3 separate regions of the Drosophila melanogaster genome follow, and all the other regions are linked to region 2. The links are chromatin contacts, called in public Hi-C maps. All regions are on one chromosome and are shown on one strand. Each heading gives the region's core, a stretch centred on a gene start, on an enhancer-like site or on the middle of the called end of the contact. The rest is flanking DNA. Distances are from core to core; before and after follow the strand shown.

What was found. A called contact is a pair of places that touch in the nucleus more often than the background predicts.
Region 1: a Hi-C map of the Kc167 cell line shows a contact between it and region 2, with 4 times the contacts expected there. The contact joins the promoter of Grp170 here to the promoter of z in region 2. A contact is called at or near these places in 35 of 107 Hi-C or Micro-C datasets (the Clone 8 cell line, the D17-c3 cell line, the Kc167 cell line and 16 more) and 1 of 6 datasets of contacts at active chromatin or transcription factors (the Kc167 cell line).
Region 3: a Hi-C map of the Kc167 cell line shows a contact between it and region 2, with 2.9 times the contacts expected there. The contact joins the promoter of CG13760 here to the promoter of z in region 2. A contact is called at or near these places in 29 of 107 Hi-C or Micro-C datasets (the D17-c3 cell line, the Kc167 cell line, the ML-DmBG3-c2 cell line and 11 more) and 3 of 6 datasets of contacts at active chromatin or transcription factors (the Kc167 cell line and the S2 cell line).

The regions. Positions count from the first base shown.
Region 1 is chrX:2,271,569-2,276,343 of dm6, reverse strand. Grp170 (Grp170 co-chaperone) reads left to right here and starts at 1,276. Exons shown (of 3, transcript NM_130639.4): 1 at 1,276-1,469; 2 at 2,005-2,318; 3 at 2,393-4,775. The coding sequence starts at 2,008. Vml (Vitelline membrane-like) reads right to left here and starts at 522. Exons shown (of 1, transcript NM_001316644.1): 1 at 1-522. The coding sequence starts at 371.
Region 2 is chrX:2,446,489-2,450,646 of dm6, reverse strand. It overlaps z (zeste), which reads right to left and starts at 2,878. Exons shown (of 3, transcript NM_080312.2): 1 at 1,983-2,878; 2 at 1,320-1,861; 3 at 97-1,257. The coding sequence starts at 2,350. The coding sequence ends at 440. It overlaps boi (brother of ihog), which reads left to right. Exons shown (of 9, transcript NM_166940.3): 6 at 3,050-3,757; 7 at 3,823-4,005; 8 at 4,070-4,158.
Region 3 is chrX:2,583,831-2,588,374 of dm6, reverse strand. It overlaps CG13760, which reads left to right and starts at 2,676. Exons shown (of 5, transcript NM_130654.3): 1 at 2,676-2,724; 2 at 2,963-3,377; 3 at 3,440-3,708; 4 at 3,773-3,912; 5 at 3,980-4,544. The coding sequence starts at 3,168. The coding sequence ends at 4,083. wds (will die slowly) reads right to left here and starts at 2,395. Exons shown (of 3, transcript NM_001258574.2): 1 at 1,826-2,395; 2 at 989-1,614; 3 at 158-934. The coding sequence starts at 2,096. The coding sequence ends at 746.

The DNA of each region.
Region 1 (4,775 bases), core at 27-2,526, 170 kb after region 2:
GGCGCTGAATACGATGGAGCAGCAGGTGCTGAATAGCTGGGTGCTGCTGGTGCTGAATAGCTGGGTGCAGCGGGTGCCGAATACGACGGAGCAGCAGGCGCTGAATACGATGGTGCGGCAGGCGAATAAACCGGGGCGGCAGGAGCAGAATATCCTTGGTCCTTCGCCGGCGAGTAGCTTGACTGCGAATTGTAAACGATCGGTGGGGCATAGGCCTGTGCCGGAATTTCCCTAGTGTGCCTCTCCTCGTAGTCGAACTCGGATTCGGGGAAACCGTCGTCGAACTCCTCATTCCTGGTCGCCGGAAGCGAAAACGCGTTGGCCAAAAGGCAGCCAAAGGCCGCCAAGAACAGCAGTCGTCGTCCACACATAGCTCACAGAATTAAGACTATGGTTTTTTGAAACGGGACGGGTTTTATATGGCCAAGAGAAAAACAGATCAGCGAAATTTACAAATTCACCAAGAATATTGCCCAATTGCAGTCTGCTGTGCTTGGATACTCGGTGGGTTCACTTTGTGCTATTCTGCATTTGAAGCGATTCCATTTAAATTCGCTAGATTCGATCGTTTTCCAGTCACCTATTTCTTTTTAACGTGAATAGGTGAGTTGGCGATGCGAGCAGAAAACTTAATTTAACTCTTTCAATACCCTATACGTTTGGAAGTTGGAACCTATTCAATTTTAATTTAAAGATAATTGTTGAAAAAAAGAATTGTTATCTAGTTTGGGTTTTGTAATTTTTTCAGGACAATTCGCATTACAACAAATTTAACGTTAAGCGTGTTAGGTGATTTAATTTTAGTTAATTTTTATTCTATCGAATTGTAATATAACTTACTCATCGTGTCAATAATCTCAAGAAAAAGAGTATACAAAGTATAGTTTAATAACGTGTCAGCACTTTCGTTCAAAAATTCGGTCATCGCGGGAATGCTGAGCTATCAATATGTGGGTTGACTTGCTGCCTGAAAGAAAAAAACTTGGAATTGCCAACTACATATGTTATAACTTCAGATTTTCAATGAGTAGGAAAAATCTTCCTGCTCTTACATTGACCTTAAACCAAGTAAGGGTCATAATCATTTAGTGTATGGTTTTCATTTGGTGTTTTGCAATTAATCACGAAATTTTGTACAAAAAGAATTTAATTGCACACAATAAGTATTTAAATTGTGGCGGTCACTTCAGTGCGATGTGGCAGCGCCTGCCTTCCCAAGTGACAGTCTCTCGATTGTTTTATCGATTGCTATCGCCCGGTCGAATCAACACGTCAACGTTTTCCTCTTCTTCTTCGTGTGCCGCTGCTTGTTCTTCTTAATCGCGGCGACTCTGTTTTTTACTTAACAACTCGAATAGCAGTCGACGTTGTGAATTGAATAATTAATAAATAGGTGACTTCTGAATAAAAGTCGATTGGAGAGTGCGAGTGGCAAAGGACAGCTGGAAGCGACGAACGAAACGGGACACGTAAGTGGAAAGCGGTACTTGGCTGGAAGGATGGAAGAGTTAGGATAGGCAGAGGGAGGGTGACGGGGCGCAGACAGCTGCTTGCGTTGCAAAAAAAAAGAAGTGAAAGAATCGCGGAAGAATTGTGGAAGTAAAAGGTTAATGCTCTCTTCACTGATTTTCCGTGAAGACTTTTTAAAAGCCATTTCTCCCCAGTAATTTCACCGGTAAACTATATAGATCTATGTACGAGTTAAACACTATTTCCGCTGCCACATGAACACAGGTTTCCTCGCATAAGCCAGACGTACTTTTCGTCCCACAAATTATCTGTTAAAACTGTTGAAAACCCAACTAATTCTTGTGTTATTAATGCAGCTAAGAAATATAGGTAAAAGTAGTTGGTGAATTTTTGTATAATGTTAGCCTTTTAAGTTAAATCGTTGGTCTTTCTAGAAAGATCTTACAATGCAGAGGGTAAATACATATGGAGTACTTAATGGGGTATCTAATCCTGTGCACAATGCTTTAATTTGAACACCTTTCAACCGCACAGACCATGAAACTCGTGCTCCTTTTGAGCGCCCTGCTGGCGGGGATTGCCCTTTCCCAGGGAGCCGCCGTGATGTCCGTGGATCTGGGCAGCGAGTGGATGAAAGTGGGCGTTGTGTCGCCTGGAGTGCCTATGGAAATCGCCCTGAATCGCGAGTCCAAGCGCAAGACGCCCGCGATCCTAGCCTTCCGCGATGGAACGCGAACCATTGGCGAGGATGCACAAACAATTGGTATCAAGGATCCCAACTCGGCCTATGGCTATCTTCTGGATTTGCTGGGCAAGACCATCGATAATCCCATTGTGGATTTGTATAGGTAAGTGGTTGGTTTGCTTTGGGCCACGTCATTGTTGCGTCCCATCGACTTATCTCTAAATCAATCGCTTTTAGGAAACGCTTCCCATACTACAACATTGTGGGTGATCCGGAGCGCAACACCGTGGTCTTCCGCAAAAGCGACACCGATGAATTCTCCGTGGAGGAACTGGTTGCTCAATTGCTGGTCAAGGCCAAGCAGTTCGCCCAGGAATCCGTACAGCAGCCAATAACCGAGTGCGTCCTAACCGTGCCCGGTTACTTTGGCCAAGCCGAAAGGGAAGCTCTCTTGTCCGCCGCCCAGTTGGCCAATCTTAAGGTACTCCAGCTAATCAACGACTATGCGGCGGTGGCTCTAAACTACGGCGTCTTCCATCGCGGCGAAATCAACGAAACGGCCCAGTATTTCCTCTTCTACGATATGGGCGCCTACAAAACCTCAGCCGCTGTGGTCAGCTATCAGTTGGTGAAGGATAAACAAACCAGGGAGATCAACCCGGTGGTGCAGGTCCTTGGCGTTGGTTATGATCGCACTCTGGGAGGCCTGGAGATTCAACTAAGATTGCGTGATTATCTGGCGCAGGAGTTTAATGCCCTAAAGAAGACTAAAACCGATGTGACCACCAGTCCCCGAGCACTGGCCAAACTTTTCAAGGAAGCAGGACGACTAAAGAATGTCCTGTCCGCCAATACGGAGTTCTTCGCTCAAATCGAAAACCTGATAGAGGACATTGACTTTAAATTGCCCGTCACTCGTGAGAAGCTGGAGCAACTCTGCGAGGATCTTTGGCCCAGGGCCACAAAACCATTGGAAGAAGCATTGGCCTCGTCGCACCTCAGTCTGGACGTGATCAACCAGGTGATTTTGTTCGGAGGCGGCACCCGAGTTCCACGTGTGCAGGAAACCATCAAAGCTGTCATTAAACAGGAGCTGGGTAAAAATCTGAATGCCGATGAATCCGCCACTATGGGTGCAGTTTATAAGGCAGCCGACTTATCGGCCGGCTTCAAAGTGAAGAAGTTTGTGGTCAAGGATGCCACGCTGTTCCCCCTGCAAGTGTCCTTCGAACGGGATCCAGGCGATGGTGCTGCCGTAAAGCAGGTGAAACGTGCCCTGTTTGCCCTAATGAACCCCTATCCCCAAAAGAAGGTCATTACCTTCAACAAGCACACCGACGATTTTGAGTTCTATGTCAACTACGCCGATTTGGATCGTTATAGCAAGGAGGAGATTGCCGCTCTGGGCAGCTTGAACGTGACCAAGGTGCAGCTGAAGCAGGTGAAGGAGCTGCTGGAGAAATCGAAAAAGGAACTGGTGGATAACAAGGGCATCAAGGCTTACTTCTACCTGGATGACTCTGGCATTTTCCGCTGCACAGGAGTTGAGTACGTGTACGAGAAACAAAAGCCTGAGGACGATGCTGATGAAGACAGCACTTTGTCCAAGTTTGGCAGCACTTTGAGTAAATTGTTTACCAAGGAGGGTGAGGAGAAGAAGGACAATTCGGAACAGGAAGAGGCAGCTAATGCAGGCGAAGAGCCATCTAAATCAGAAGATAATGAAAAGGCCAAGGAAGAGGATGCTAGCAAGGAGCAAAAGTCTGAGGAGAGCACAAAACAAGATACCGAAGCCAAAAACGAAACAATCAAGCTTGTTACGGTCAAGTCCCCGGTGACGTATGAGTCCCAAACGCAGTTTGTTGTTCCTCTGGTCGGTTCCGCGTATGATCAATCAGTGGCCAAACTGGCCGCCATTAACAAAGCTGAGGAGCAACGTGTCCGCTTGGAATCAGCTTTTAATGCCCTCGAAGCCCACATAATCGAGGTGCAACAGAAACTGGACGAGGAGTCGTACGCTAAGTGTGCTACCGCCGAGGAGAAGGAGAAATTGCTTGCCGAATGCAGCACTTTGGGTGAATGGCTGTATGAGGATCTGGAGGATCCCAAAGCAGAGATCTACGAGGAAAAGCTGGCGCAACTGAAGAAGCTATCCAACGTCTTTTTGGCTCGCCACTGGGAACACGAGGAGCGACCAGAGGCTATCAAAGCACTCAAGGGCATGATTGATGGCGCCGAAAAGTTCCTGGTCACTGGCCGCAATCTCACCAAGGACACCAATCCCGAGAAGGACGTCTTTACCCAGGTGGAGATCGACACGCTGGACAAAGTGATAACCGAAACCAATGCATGGCTCAAGACGGAGACGGCGGCGCAGAAGAAGTTGGCCAAGAACGCGGATATCCGCCTGACCGTCAAGGATATAACGGACAAAATGAGCCTGCTGGACCGCGAGGTCAAGTACTTGGTTAACAAGATCAAGATCTGGAAGCCCAAGGTGAAGCCCGCTGCTGAAAAGGAGAAGAAGAAGGAGGAGGAGGTGGTGGCCTCCGGCAGTGGCGATGACACCAAATCGGAGGACGCCGAGCAGCAGCAGGAACAGGCGACAAAGGAGGAGCAG
Region 2 (4,158 bases), core at 1,629-4,128:
AGCAGAAGTTGTGAATGCATTCGAATCAGTTGGAAATATTCGTCAATCAGTGTTCGATTCGATTCGGTTGAAATTCATAAAAAAAAGTCACGTTTTAACTTGCCTAAGTTTTCATCGTGGATTAGCTGGCCACGCCCACAGTATAATTGCGTGTCTGTATAATTGATTGATTGCGATTTACAATTTATGATGGCTTAGTCGGTAATCCTGGCCAGCGATGGACTAAAGTCGCACCGCTGTCCCCCGCCCCGCGACAACTAGAAAAAAAACCTAAACAAAAAAATGTGTGTGGAAAGTGGAATTGGGATAGGGATAGGTTGATGGTAGTTGTATACCTAAAACTAACGAATTAAAAGCCCCCATGGTTGAAGCGATCCAAATAGGCATCCGCATCCTCCTCATCATCGTCACCGTCGGCGTCGCTTATGTCCTCCAGACCTCATGAAGTGGAGCACTTCCGCAGTTGTTCCTCCTCTTTTTGCAGGATGCGTATCTTCATTGTCAGCTCCTCGACTCGAAGTCGATGCACCTCCTTCATGTACTTGAGTTCATCCTGCGCCTTGTTGAGTTCAATGCGCTTGGCTTCTGTGGCCAGCTGCTGCTCCTTGCAGCGCAGTTCAGCCTCGCGGATTTTGAAGTAGTTCATTCGCTCTTCGAAGCTGTCCGCAGCGGTAGCAGACGCATTAGTGGCTCCATTACCCCCTCCTCCGCCCAGGCTGGTGTTGTTGATACTCACGGAGGAGGCTGTTGATGTGTTGACCGCCACTGAGTTCGCAGATCCCGATGATGCAGTGGCCACAGGCACTGGAACCGCCGCGGGCACTGTCGTTGCAGCCGTAACTGTGGGCAGGGCGCTGAAGGTAAACGTGGGCGTGGCGGCGGTTAGTTGCATCTTAACCGCCGCCGCCGCTGCTGCCTGTTGCTGTTGGACGGCAACGGCCGCCTGTTGTTGCTGCTGCTGCTGGTGATGCACTTGGACGGCGGCGGCTAGTTGCTGATGTTGAGCGGCAGCAAGTTGCTGCTGGGCAAGCTGTTGCGCCTGTGCTTGGGCCTGGGCTTGTGCCTGAGCTTGCGCTTGAGCCTGCGCTTGGGCCTGGGCCTGCGCTTGAGCCTGCTGTTGCTGCTGAGCCTGGTACTGGGCCAAAGTGATTTGCTGCGGCTTGATCTCACTAATGATCTGCTGATTGTAGCCGCCGGCGGTAATTGTGGCCATTGGATGCTGCTGCGCCTGGGTGGGTATGGTGTGGATCTGGGTGGCTAAACGAAAAGGAAGAATTTAGACTTTGAAGGGGATCTTTAAGAAGGGTGTACAATCTCACCGGTAGCCTCTGGGTGCTTAATCAATATGATCTCCTCGCGGGGGCGAGCTGTCTTGAAGTGCAGCAGATCATTCAGAGTCAGCTTCTCAGCACTGATCTGGTCCACGTTTATCTGGTGGGTGTTGATCATGGTGGCATTGGCCGCCGCCGCCGCAGCCACCGCGTTCACCTGTTGCATCTTCTGCATCTCGGCGGCGGCGGATTGCACTTGGGCCTGAGCTTGGGCTTGGGCTTGGGCTTGGGCCTGAGCCTCCTGCTGCTGTTGCTGCTGCTGCTCCATTGGGTCCTCGTCAATCTCGCTCACATCGTTGGCATCCATCTCGATCTCGTCGAATGTGTCCGCCTGTGGATTGTGCTCGGAGGCATCGGGACTAATCTGGTACTCGGGTTCCACCTTAACGCTGTCATGCTGCTGGTGATGCTGTTGCTGCTGCTGTTGTGGCACCGCCGACGCAACGGACACGGATACGGAGCTGATTTTGGCGCTACCAGAGCTGAGATTTGAGGAGCTGCCATCCCTGTACGGATACTGTTTGCGGAGTCTAAACAGAAAATCACAAATAACAAGATAGGGAGTTAAAAGCTAGATTTTGCTGAGGTGGGAATTGTGGAACCTGGACCACTCTAGCAACATTTTCCAACCACATAAACACTATTTCGCACCTGGAGTTTAGCCAGAATTTCTGGATCTGCTTGATATTCCGCATGGCGCTCACATGCGGGTGCGAGTTGAAGTCCTTGACGATCTTGTCCCATGTTTCTCGGACGGAGTACTTGTTGCGCTGCTTCTTGCGATGCTTGATATCGATGACCTCCTCGTGCAAATGGAACAGGGTGTACAGGACCTCCTTTTCCTCGGCGGTGAAGCGCGGGGTGAGCGGCAGCTGGTTTTTGGCGGACGAGTTGCCTCCGTTGGTGACCGCCACTGTGCCACTCCCCGTGGAGCTTTGGCCAGCATTGCCGCCTCCATCCGAACCAGCACCACCGCCGCCGCTTCCGCCAGCACCGCCCCCTTCACCCTGCGCCGACATTTGAGTTTGTTTTGAGTTTTTCACTTGAGTTTGAGTCCTTGCTTCTTCTTCGCTGTATACACTTATACACACACAGTAGTGGCTGGCACACACACACGCACACACAGACGCAGCAGCGCGCGCGCCCGTGTGTTAGTGTGCGTCAGTCACCGTCTTGGTACCCCTTGCACCCGACATGCAGCCACCAATTCTATATTGCACTTGACTTGGCTCGCGTTGGTTTACATAAAGAAATAAAAAAGTTTTTGGACGCCCGAGAGTCGCCGCTCAATAAATAAATCGCTTACACGCACACATTTTCACTCGAATATCAGAGCTGGTAAACACTTACGATATGCGAGAGTTGGTATCGATGCCGTAGTGTCGATACCAATCGATATCATGTGTACTCTAAATTCTGCATCACTAATCTATCGATAATGTTGGTCTTTTACACGTTTAATTTTAACAAGTTAACTTCTGCAGCATTTTTAACAATTTACATTTTTGTATCTATAAATTTATTGTTCCGTCAGTTGCTTAGTGTTCATGAGCTTTCTGAATAGCAATTATCCGATCTTATTCCTTATCATCGATTTTATATGAAAATGTACATCGATGATCTGGTCTGGCAACGCCAGATATTCAAATGTTCAGAATTGTAAATAATAACATCAAGACAATTAATTAAAATAAACCTAATAAAAACGCTTGTTACAGCGAGCATGGTGCCTCCGTCACGACCCAATGTCACCCGTCTGTCGGACGAGTCCGTGATGCTGCGCTGGAGTGTGCCACAAAACTCTGGACTCCAGATCACCTTTTTCAAGGTGCAGTATCGCATGTTGGGCGACGGAAAAAATCGGAGGAAGAACTGGCAGACGACCAGCGACAATATCCCGTACGGAAACGCGCACGGATCCGGGCCTGGCCAGGGGAACAGTCACTGGCGGGCGCGGAACCGGGACAGGGAGTATGAAATGGGCAATCCGCCCAAGAACTTCACCTCCTCCGTTACGGGACTGACCGCCGGCAAGTACTACCGCTTCCGGATCGTGGCGGTGTACTCCAATAACGACAACAAGGAGGGCAACACCTCCCTCAAGTTCTTCCTGCAGAATGGAACGTCCAAGTCGAATCTGCCAGTGCCGGAACTACGCGAGGTGGAGACGCTTTCCGAGTCGGCCGTGGTGCTCCATTGGTCCCTGGTATCCTCGACTCAAAATGAGGATATAGACGGGTACTATGCCTACTATAGGCCAGCGGACTCAGCAGCGGAGTATTTGAAGGCCACGGTGGATGGCGGAATGAGCAGGAGCTTCAAGATAGACCTCCTTCGTCCAGGAACCCCTTATGAGTTCAAATTGCAATCGTTCAACTCCGACGCAGCCTCTGAATTCAGTGCTATTCGGCAAGCGAGGACCAGAAGTGAGTGCAGCTCAGGTTGGGCTATGATGGCCTTAAAATATGTTTTAACTTGTGTTCCTTCTTAGAAACGCACGAGCAACCGGCTTCATCTTCGGCCACGCCAGTGCCAGCCAATAAGGCAGTGGAACAGCACCAGAACTCCTTATATCCACTGATCGCAGGTGCCGCTGGCGGAGGCATACTACTCCTCATCGCCTCATTGGTGGTCTGCCTTTGCCTAAAGAGACGGGAAAACTCTCAGCCGGAGGGTAAGTCCAGCTTAATGGAGTGGAATATTCTCATGCTTATCAAATTAAATCTCTGCATACACAGATGAGAACAAACCGCAATTGGAACACATTCAAGCGGACTTTGTTACCTCCGCCGTCCTGGGAGTTGGTGGCCACCACAAAAGTGGCGAT
Region 3 (4,544 bases), core at 1,427-3,926, 140 kb before region 2:
GTGTTCATTCATTTAAAAACCGTAATATATTAAACGTACTTATTATCGCTTTTAAACCGTAATGAAGGTTCGTTTGTTTCGTAATTTTGCTAAACTGTATGTTTTTTTAGAATTAAAACTTCTCTTATTATGTGAATAAAATGCAATTTGTACATTTAAGTGTCTCGCCTCGAAAAGCGCGCAAGTTGAAAGGACACTTGGGCGCCGCCGAGACGGTGTTTTCTTTTATTCAAAATTTACATTTCGTATTTTATATATATTCTTTCTGGCGCTGGGATTCTGCCCCGAGCACCTGTTGTATCTTTTACGCTTAAATTTAGTTTTCTCGTCACCGAAAGATCATTATAAGTTATGTTGGTTTGCGTGGCTGTGTCAAAGGTTACAAACAATTTTGGGGGAATATTCTCGCTTGCATGGTGGGCCAATACAATAGGCTAATAAATATTTATACATTAATCGTTTTTTTTGTTTTCACTTTTTGTTGTTTTTTTTTTTTGTTTTTGTTTGTTTGTTTGTAATTTTTCCGTTTTGCCGTAGAATGTGAGGTTTAAAGTGTGATTTAAACGTAGAATTTTAGAGTTCCTTTTCTTTTTTAAATTATGCGTACAAAAAAAAAAGGGGGCTCGTGGTGGGGGGGTGTGGGGGTGTTACAATTACGATTAGGCTGTTCGCTTTAAAATAATATTATCCAAGAAATGTATGTGTGTGTTCCGATCGAACGTCCTCCAGCTGGATACCAGCCACTCTATGTATCCGACTTCCACAGCTTGATGGTCTTGTCGTTCTCGAGCGCCGCGGAAGCAATGATGTTCTCCGTGGGATGGCAGGCGGTGCACAGAACGGTATCGGTGTGTCCCTGCAGCTTTTGCACCACCTCCTTGCTCTGCAGATTCCAAATGTAGACCATGTTGTCCTCGCTGCCACTCACGATCCACTACAATGGACGCTTGTGAGTTAAAGCCTAAATGTGCATAAGATATGAACTCACCTTTCCTCCCGTCACCGAGAAGTTGGCGAATATGCAGTACTTCTCATTCTTGTGACCCGTATACGTCTTCAGGCACTTGCCCTTCGAGTAGTCCCACAACTTGAGCGTATTATCCAGCGTGGCGGCCAAAATGTACTTGCCATTGGGCGAGAACTTTACAAAGCTGACGGGCGGATTGTCGTCGTCGATCAGGGTTTTCAAGCACTGTCCACTGGCCGTGTCCCATATGCGACAGAGGCCGTCGTAGCTGCTGCTCACGATCAGCGATCCGTCGCGATTGAAATGTACCGCCGAAACGGGATCGGAATGGGCGGGTAGAGTCTTCAGACACTTGCCGGTGCGCACATCCCATATGCGAACGCTCTCGTCGAAGCTGCCGGAGACGATCAGATTGGACTGCGGATTAAAGTTGCAGCAGAACACATAGTTGCTGTGGCCCTTCAGAGTTTTCAAGCTCTTCCCGGTGCTCAGCTCCCAGACCTTGAGCGTCTTGTCATCACTGCCGCTCACGAGGAGTCGCGAGTCTGAGCTCCAGGCCACATCGCTGATGCCCAGCTTGTGGCCCGAAATGGTCTTCTCGAACTTGCCATCGTATGCTCCCCAGATTTTGATTAGTTTATCAGCGGCTGAGGGTTAGAAGTGGAAGTTTAATAGGCATGTGCTGTATGTATGGAATGTACAATATGTATTCTATAAATGCTTCTTCTCTTTTCCGAGATCTTATTTCATCCCAATTCCCATTAACTGAGCTGCCAAAGCTGCCTGTTCAGTCCAATAGCAGTTCAGTACCATAAAATTCCCCCCCAGATATTCGTGGATAGGGATGTATGTACTTACAGGAGCTGGCCAGCCACTCGCCATTCGGACTGAACTTGACCGCCGACACCGCCTTGGTGTGCCCGGCCAGCGTGAACTTGAGCGTGTAGTTGGGCTTGACGGATAGCGAGCTCTTGTTGGAGGCGCTGCTGTTCGAGGAGGTGGTGGCCCCCGGCTGGCCCACCGAGTTCGGCTGCAGCGAGTTTGGGCCGCTGGGCGCCGTGGGCAGTGGTTGCTGTGGCGGATGCACTACGCCGGGATGGCCGCCGTGCACGGCTCCGATGGGCACCATGTCCTCCGGATGCGGATTCTGCTTATGCTCCTTGGCCTGGCCTCCTTGTTTATTTTCCTTTTTTCTTTGGCACGCCGCACACGTGCTTCTTCTTCTTGTTGTTCCGACTAGAGAAACGCCGCCAATTAGCGGGCGAATTTGTTGGGCCTGTCGGATTAACTGCAGCTACTCCCGTTACCGGTGGTCACCGGCTGCTCTCTCTGCTGGGCGTGTGATTTGTTTGTTTAAATAGGCGCTTGGTTTTTTGGCTCGTTTGCGTGCCACACGTGAAAATAATAATGCTTAAGGTCACACTAATAACTAAAAATTGGTCAGCGCGTCAGTGTGGCCGTTGCGCACCAGCCACGGATTGCCACAGCGGTGGTGGAACGTGTTTACTCGATTCCTTGCTTTTTGTTTTTTTTTTTAGGGAGATTTGGGATGTTTTCGTCCTTGGGGGATGATTCTAGAATGGGACTCTTAGTTTCCCGCTGAAACTATCAGGGGGAGTGCATCGGGCACATCGATGCCAAATTGCATGCAGTTAGCTCGACGTTGCCAGATCGTTTCATACATGTTTGAAGTTTCGCGTACAGTTGCATTTAAATTTATACCAATTGCCAGTAGTTATTTAGTCTTAAAATTGCAGGTAATTCTAACTGAACTGTCAATTTTGAAGGGCTTAAGAAGGATTTACATAGTGTTAGAACATTTTTTGCGCCTTTAAGATTTCAAACCAAAAATTTCCTAGCAGCAACCAAGATTTGTAGGAAAATACATCTAACTCCTTTGGCGACTCACAATTTATGTATAAATATTATTTAATTACAATATTTACAATATATATCTAAAAAAATTCAATTGGCATTTTTTTCAACTGGACATAGCCGACAGTTGGCATTCCGCAGACAGCTGCACCTGGCCACACTGGCCCAAGCTGTTAGACCAAAACATTCCCAGTTCAGTTTCCAATTGGACGCCAGGATCAAAGGAGCGCAGCCGCGGGCACAGGAGCACGCGAAGCACACGGAGCCAAGGACTCGAGGACCCGAGGAGCACAAGAAGCCAAGAAGAGCCCAGCTGCTGGCCAGAATGAACGGACTGCCGCCGAGCAAGCACTACAACCTGACGCACTACCAGCAGCGCTACAACTGGGACTGCGGTCTGTCCTGCATCATTATGATCCTGTCGGCGCAGCAAAGGGAACAGCTTCTTGGGAACTTTGATGCCGTGTGCGGCGAGGAGGGATTTGGCTCGAGCACCTGGACCATCGACCTGTGCTATCTGCTGATGCGCTACCAGGTGGGCATGCCGTGATGCACATTTGCATTCGCTCACTTCTTTGACACTCTCTTCTTGGCCAGGTGCGCCACGAGTACTTCACCCAAACGCTCGGGATCGATCCCAACTACGCGCAGCACACGTACTACTCCAAGATCATCGACAAGGACGAACGGCGCGTGACGCGCAAGTTCAAGGACGCCCGGGCCCATGGACTGCGCGTTGAACAGCGCACCGTGGACATGGAGGTCATTCTGCGGCATTTGGCCCGCCACGGACCCGTCATCCTGCTGACCAACGCCTCGCTGCTCACGTGCGAGGTGTGCAAGCGCAATGTCCTAGAGAAGTTCGGGTGAGTTCCTCTTGCCACCGGCGATTCACAAAAAACCACCTTAAATCCACACTCGAATGAAAAGCTGTTTTCATATACCCTGCATTGCTCAAAATACACGCCTCCATGGACCCAAAAGGTATGCCGGACACTATGTGGTGCTCTGCGGATATGACATGGCCGCCCAGAAGCTCTTCTACCACAATCCCGAGGTCCACGATGGCCGTGAGTATTCCATTTGGTAGCAATCCTTGAAAATTCATTGATTTTCGTTTTTGGCTGCGTTCCACAGACATTTGTCGCTGCCTCATCGAGTCCATGGACACGGCCCGACGCGCCTACGGCACGGACGAGGACATCATTTTCATATACGAGAAGAAGGAAACTAGGGAGTAGTAGATGGATAAACCAGCGGAACAGATGAACAAATGAACAGATGAATTGATGAACAGATGAACAGAAGTACCTGCCGTCGCCAGGTTGCCAGGTGATGAGAACGGATGATTGGAATCTGCGCTTGTGATATTAGGACTTTAGGAGGAGACCTTGTAGGGGGGGACTTCGAGTGGGAGGTAAGAGAAAAAGCTGTCTGGTTAACTTTGGCACAACAGTGTACTTTATTTAGGTATTGTTAGCAGTTGGTCCCCATACAAAAAAAAACAATTACAAAATTATATTTATGTAAACGTGCCAGGCAGCGTCTACTCGTACATTATAGAGGCGTTCCATTGACGCTCCAAAAACCGTCGACGGAAAGTCCGAAAATCCAATGTTATTTCATAGTTATGTTTAAACACAGAACAATAGTAATTGTTCCCTAGCTTTAACTTTCCGTTAAACGCCCCCCAACTAATTTC